2 separate regions of the Gasterosteus aculeatus genome follow, and region 2 is linked to region 1. The links are chromatin contacts, called in public Hi-C maps. All regions are on one chromosome and are shown on one strand. Each heading gives the region's core, a stretch centred on a gene start, on an enhancer-like site or on the middle of the called end of the contact. The rest is flanking DNA. Distances are from core to core; before and after follow the strand shown. Region 1 holds the start of LOC120811413 (progressive ankylosis protein homolog). Region 2 has its middle 29 kb from the start of eef1a1l3.

Region 1 (2,814 bases), core at 192-2,691:
ATGAATGAAATAATTCCATTTATCTGGTTATAAATGTTGATGAACAAAAGCCGCATTGTCAACGTTTGTAAATGTCCAACGTTTTGGAAAACTTCTACCACGTTTCAGCGTGAAATGATTAAGTTTCCTGTTTAGAAATCCCCAAACTTGTTCATTGTAGTAAACATTAAAAGAAAAAACCTGTTTAGATGAAGGGTGAGGGACATCTGTTACTCTAGAAACTCGTAAAGGAGGCTTTCGTACACTCCTTGAAAACACACAATAGAATCAAAGTTTCGAAGTGTTTTTATATCCTGGGAAACTTGTAAAGATCTTCCAAGTAGTTAAAGATGAACACAGAGATCATCAGTCGTCACCATCTACTGCAGCTGCAAGAACATTGTGCAACATTGTACTGAATACACAGAACTGTTATGCATAGAGACACACTTTAACTCAATTTGTGTCTTTGGGCACCATTTGAGCTTCGTTATCCAAAACCGCCCCAACAAAATGAGTACAGAGTGCAGAATATATTCTGCAGTAAACCTAAAAAAAACAGCTTGTAAAAGTCAATGATTGACTTAAAACTATAGTCCTCTGTTATCGCGCTGAAATACTGACACATAAAGGAATCATTTTGCAGCTTTAAGGATCAACCACGAAGTGTACTCGCAGGTACAGAGGCCTGATCATCTTACTTTAGTCACGGAAAGGGACGTCTGCTCGTAAAAAGGTCCACAGAATCTGCCTCAGGCACCAAGCTGACGCACAAACAACTTCTGACTGAACATAACTCACAGCTCCTACAACGGTAGCGTGTTTCCACTTGACCTTAACGGCTAACCGACCATAGTGGTTTCCTGTGAGTGTGTGTGTGTGTGAAAGGAAACAATGTAGAGCGACATCAATGTAGAGATGTGCATTTCATGTCTGACATTAAACGTAAAAAAAAAACTAATTCACTTTTACGCTGAAACAGATGTTTAAACAACAGGAAATATTTCACAATATAAAACAATTACGTTTCTGATTCTATTATTTCAGTTTGGGGGGCATCGTGTATACCGCCAGTTAAGTTTGGCCAAACAAGGAATTTGTCTTGGATATTTTGGGTTCATGACAAACAACATAGTAAGAAAACAGTTTTCAGACAAATAGAAATCAACAAAAATGTACATACTAGTTATTATAATAATAAAAAGATGTATGTTTTGAAAATATAAGGAGTCACACACCTATCACCAATAAAATGAATGTTTGTCTCCCCCCATTTGGATGAATAAATAAATGAATTAGTCTGACTTTGTCCAGCAGGAGTCAGCGTGTCACGAGACTTTCTACCATCTCAGCGCTTATTTGTTTGTTTGTCTTCAAAGAAGGGACAATGTTTTTAAACAAATCTCGTAGCTATGATGTCCACGCGGGGGGGCGTTATTTCCCCCAACATGCGGGACTTGTACACACACGTGCTCCTCCAAACACGCACGCGCATTCACCTTCATATGCCGAGTCACAACAACACCCTGTGCGCGCGCCTGCTTCAACGTAATCACACATTACTCACCCCCGTCTTCCTGTACATACATACATACATACATACATACATGCGTGCGTGCGTGCGTGCGTGCGTGTGTGGGTGTTTCACGCGGTACTATAAATCGCTGATGATGTCACGGCCGGCGCGCCTGGCACCACATGGAGGGCAGCGCCGTGCGCTCGCGCCCCGCGGGGAGGTTCGACAGCGAACTCGGACTGCGCAGCGGCACACGCGCAGTCCGACGCGCCGCGACAGGAACTAATCCAAGTACGTCTCGGATTAACGCTTCTCCTTTTTATTTTTGGTATTATCCCAATCTCTACCGGAAGAAGCGGCGGCACGCCCCCCGCGTTGGTTAGGTACCCCCCCCCCTCCTCCTCCTCCTCGTTCTTCTTCTCCTCCTCCTCCTCAGTCGATGATGGTTCTTGAGGAAGAAGATGCGCCTGTCTGACCTTCGCCTCCGCTCATCCGCACCGAAGCCTCTTGAAGCGCCGCCGGAGCGGCTCGGCCCCCGCCGCCGCTTCCCTTAGCTTCACCCTCCTCCCCCACCAGCACCACCAGCACCACCACCAGCTCCCACCCGGTTGTTTATTTATTTTTTCCCCGCATCGAAACGCAGGTGCTCGGAGCGCCGAACCAGCCCGTTATAATCTTTTCAGATATTTTTTTTTTCCTGTCTAATCGATCAAGACCGAGGCCGATGCCCCTCGCTCTGTCCTCCCGGCTTGTACTATGGTGGAGTTTCCATCTCTCAGTCCCTACTGGCCTCTCATCCGCTTTCTGGTGCCTTTGGCGATCACCAATATCGCCATCGACCTCGGAGAACAGGTAACGTCTTCCTTTTTCTTTTGTTATTTATTATCGCCCAATGACATAAACATACTCCCGTTTGCTCTTTGCGGCTATGTTTAAATATATATATATATATTTATTTATTTATTTTCCGTTGGGTTTCAATGTGTCAACCGCTGCTTTTTTTTCTTGCGTTATCTCCAGATAGAACGCCGTCTGTCCGACGTGGACGCTGATTATCTCCACCCACTCGTCCCGTCGGTTGAAGACGGTTGGGGGTTAGCTACAGCTAGCTTAGCTGGCTGGCTGAGAGGCGGCGTGAAGACACCCGTCAGCTCTTTATTTACATTGCCGAGGAGGAGGCCCGTGTCCGGGCTTTCCGTCGCTAAACGAAGACCGTGTGTTTCGCGCGCGTCACCGCAGCCGCTCGTTGCTTTTAACGTTCGATCGCTCATCAGATCCGAGGCCTGTTCGGGGAAGATCATGGCGGATCGCGTCCTCAA
Region 2 (2,814 bases), core at 156-2,655, 69 kb before region 1:
GGGACGGCTGGGAGAGGCCTCAGGGCGACCGCGGCAGTCGCTGGTGCTACGACCTTCACTCGTCTTTACTGCCGGGCAACACCCTGACACCTTCACCCCCCGCCCCCCCCCGCCCCCGCCCTCGCTTTCTTCTTCTTCTACTGAGCTCCTCAACCACCAAAACATCTCCCCTCCCCGCGCTGCTCCACATGAATAATGCAGGGGGGGGCTTCTCGGTCGTCGCTACCAACATACCATCATGTTTTATTCACGGCAATGTCAGACCCGCCACCCCCCACCGCCACCCCCCCACCGCCAACACCAGCGTCGGTGTCCTTGGCCCGAGCATCCCGGCGGACGAAGGCCACTCCCGTTTTATAATTGAGGTAAAGAGACGGAGGTAAATATTTGGATTTAATTCAGGAAACCTTTTTTTTCGCGTCGCACAGGCTTTCGCTCGGCCGTCCTTTTACCGCTTTGTTTAACCGCTGTCTTGTCTAATTGGGCAGTGTGACCTCTGACCTTCTAGGAAAGGTCTGCAGAGGACTTTGTCCCGAAATGCATTCATCGATTGTTAGCATTATTAAAAACAAAGAATACTGGATTTTTTAAAATGTCGTCAAAGATGCTGAAATGAAAAACAGATCCCGTTTCACCTACGCCGACGCCAACGGTTCTCTAACCGCTGCTACACTGTGTTTTTTTACACACCGCCACTCCCGTGTTTACCTGTAACAAACGTTTACCTGGACGCCCCCCCCCCCAAAAACCCCCCCCCAACGGTCCCGTATGTCATTTGAACACGCTTGAACCGCCCGTGTTCCTATTTTGAAAACAACACGCTTCCTTTGCTCTAACAGACGGTGTTGCCACATCACAGTCTTTTCCCCCCTTATCTGGCAGGCCGATCGCTCGTCACCCGGAGGTGCTTTCCGAGAGGCGGCTCTGGTCGCAGGTTGCCGACCCTCCGTGGGCCACGTCAGCGCGTTGATGAACTACTTCTACCTTCCCACAGAACTTGGTTTATTATTGATCTGGGTTTGAGTAGTCGTGAGGAAGCCAGGTCCCGGGCTTCAGTACCTGGGCTCTCTGTGCAGGAATCGATCCCATTTTTTGTACAAAAAAAAGGTACCAAGGCTCTTTCACATCTCGCATTGAGCCGTCTACTTATTGTGTATCCTCCCAAACAACCGTCCTTCACCTCTCGGTGGCGAAACGTCGAGTGTCCAGAAGGTTCGTCCGTGGAAGCACCACCGAGTGCCAAGATCGGCTGCTGCAGCGCGTGTCACGTTTGATTTACGCCTGTCAGCAAAGAACAGAAGCGCTCTCAACATCCCTGAACGCGTGATCTTCCCATGCTGTCGTTGATCCTCCGGCGGGCATTCCAGGGAGGTTAATGGGATATTTTCGATGACGTTACCCACATACAGATAATATTTGTTTTGTTTTGACTCCCGAGCGGATAACAAAGGCTGCTGATAACAGTGATTCACAACTGAGGCGCGTTCACTTCCACTAATGGGTCACAAGCAAAAAGCGTCTTTAAAACCTCAGTATATGCTAAAGAGGAACACTGAATTGTGTAAATAGACTAAGTGGGTTACAACAGAATAATAATAATCCTCAAAATACTTTCTATAGATAACAAATCCGACACGACTTGCAGGTAAAATTCAGTGTCTCTATTTCTACTTCCGCTTCATTCACTTTGGGTGTCAACAGTCTGCTGGAAGTGAGAAGCCTTGTTTTATGACCCGCTGATTAAAAACTCAAGAATTTCAATCTTAACCTTCCTGTTTTCTATTGCAAACTGAATGGGAGACTTTACGCTGCCTTAATGCTTTTTCATCAGGACTTTGTACATTGATGAGACCCCGATGAATCCCCCACCGTATGACAACCTCATTTAAAGGCCCTCGGAGCGCTCGTGTCTAAACGCGCCTCATATTATGGATTACGGACGCCGAAATGCCCTTTTCACCCGACAAGGAGGCTCCTGGGAGGGAGGGAGGGAAGGCGAGTGGGCCCAGTGAAGCGACGCCGGACCCTCAGAGGTCATGTTCTGCGGTGGGAGAGTAACCGTGCACATCATTGAGCGCTCAACTTGACCCTCGGTGAGTAACGCGCGTGGGTGTTAATATTACTGTCAGGGGAGCGCTTCAAAGAGGAAGGAATCAGCTGAAGTCAGTTTGCGTGTTTTCCTCACGCTCAACGCGTTAAAAAGGACGTAGCCGCTGTACATCAAGCCGCCTCCTTCCTTCTCCCTGTGCAGAGTGTTCCCATCACTCACCCGAGGCTTACTTAAGCTTGAGCCCTCGAGGACCCGCAAGGCCCTTTGATGCCCAACCATGAAGTATGTCTCAGAGCTTTTAGCATTCCTGACCCTGGAAATCAGGAAGAACAGGGGGGCGGTTTGTTTTGTGCTTTTGTCGCGCAGTAACAACGTCGTCGGACTGTTGAACCCGAAAACCGCCGGCCGCAGCGCGCGTAATCTGGCCGCGCGTGTTGCTGCAGATAACCCAACCGCTGCCTGCGGAGCGCGGCGGGGCCGCCTTGCCAGTGATAACGTGCAGCGGTTGTGCTTTTTGTTCGCTCCAGATACGAACGTTTTTGTGAACCAACGTTTTTTCTGCCCTCGGCTTTTTTTTGTGTGTCAACTGCGGAGATTTGGGTAAAATGTCCTCGGCTCGGCTCAAAGGAGCGTCCTCTCACCCCGCAAAGGCCCAGGGGCCTCTCGGGGGCCCTCGGCCCACTCAGCTGTCTGTTCCTGTCCCGACGACCCCCACCCTCCCCCCTCCTCCCCCCCAGGTCTCGCTGCTCACCGCCGGCGGGTTA

What was found. Hi-C and Micro-C count contacts between places; a contact is called where the count stands out from the background.
Region 2: a Hi-C map of skeletal muscle shows a contact between it and region 1, with 4 times the contacts expected there. The contact joins the enhancer-like site here to the promoter of LOC120811413 in region 1. A contact is called at or near these places in 2 of 6 Hi-C or Micro-C datasets (liver and skeletal muscle).

Annotation. Positions count from the first base shown.
Region 1 is chr21:17,445,757-17,448,570 of fGasAcu3.hap1.1, reverse strand. LOC120811413 (progressive ankylosis protein homolog) reads left to right here and starts at 1,441. Exons shown (of 5, transcript XM_078095991.1): 1 at 1,441-2,347. The coding sequence starts at 2,252.
Region 2 is chr21:17,514,887-17,517,700 of fGasAcu3.hap1.1, reverse strand. No RefSeq gene overlaps it. Among protein-coding and RNA genes, the nearest start is that of eef1a1l3, 29 kb to the left of the region's middle. Within about 2 kb of position 1,405, at least 1 of the 9 cell types and tissues checked has open chromatin away from gene starts, as enhancers often do.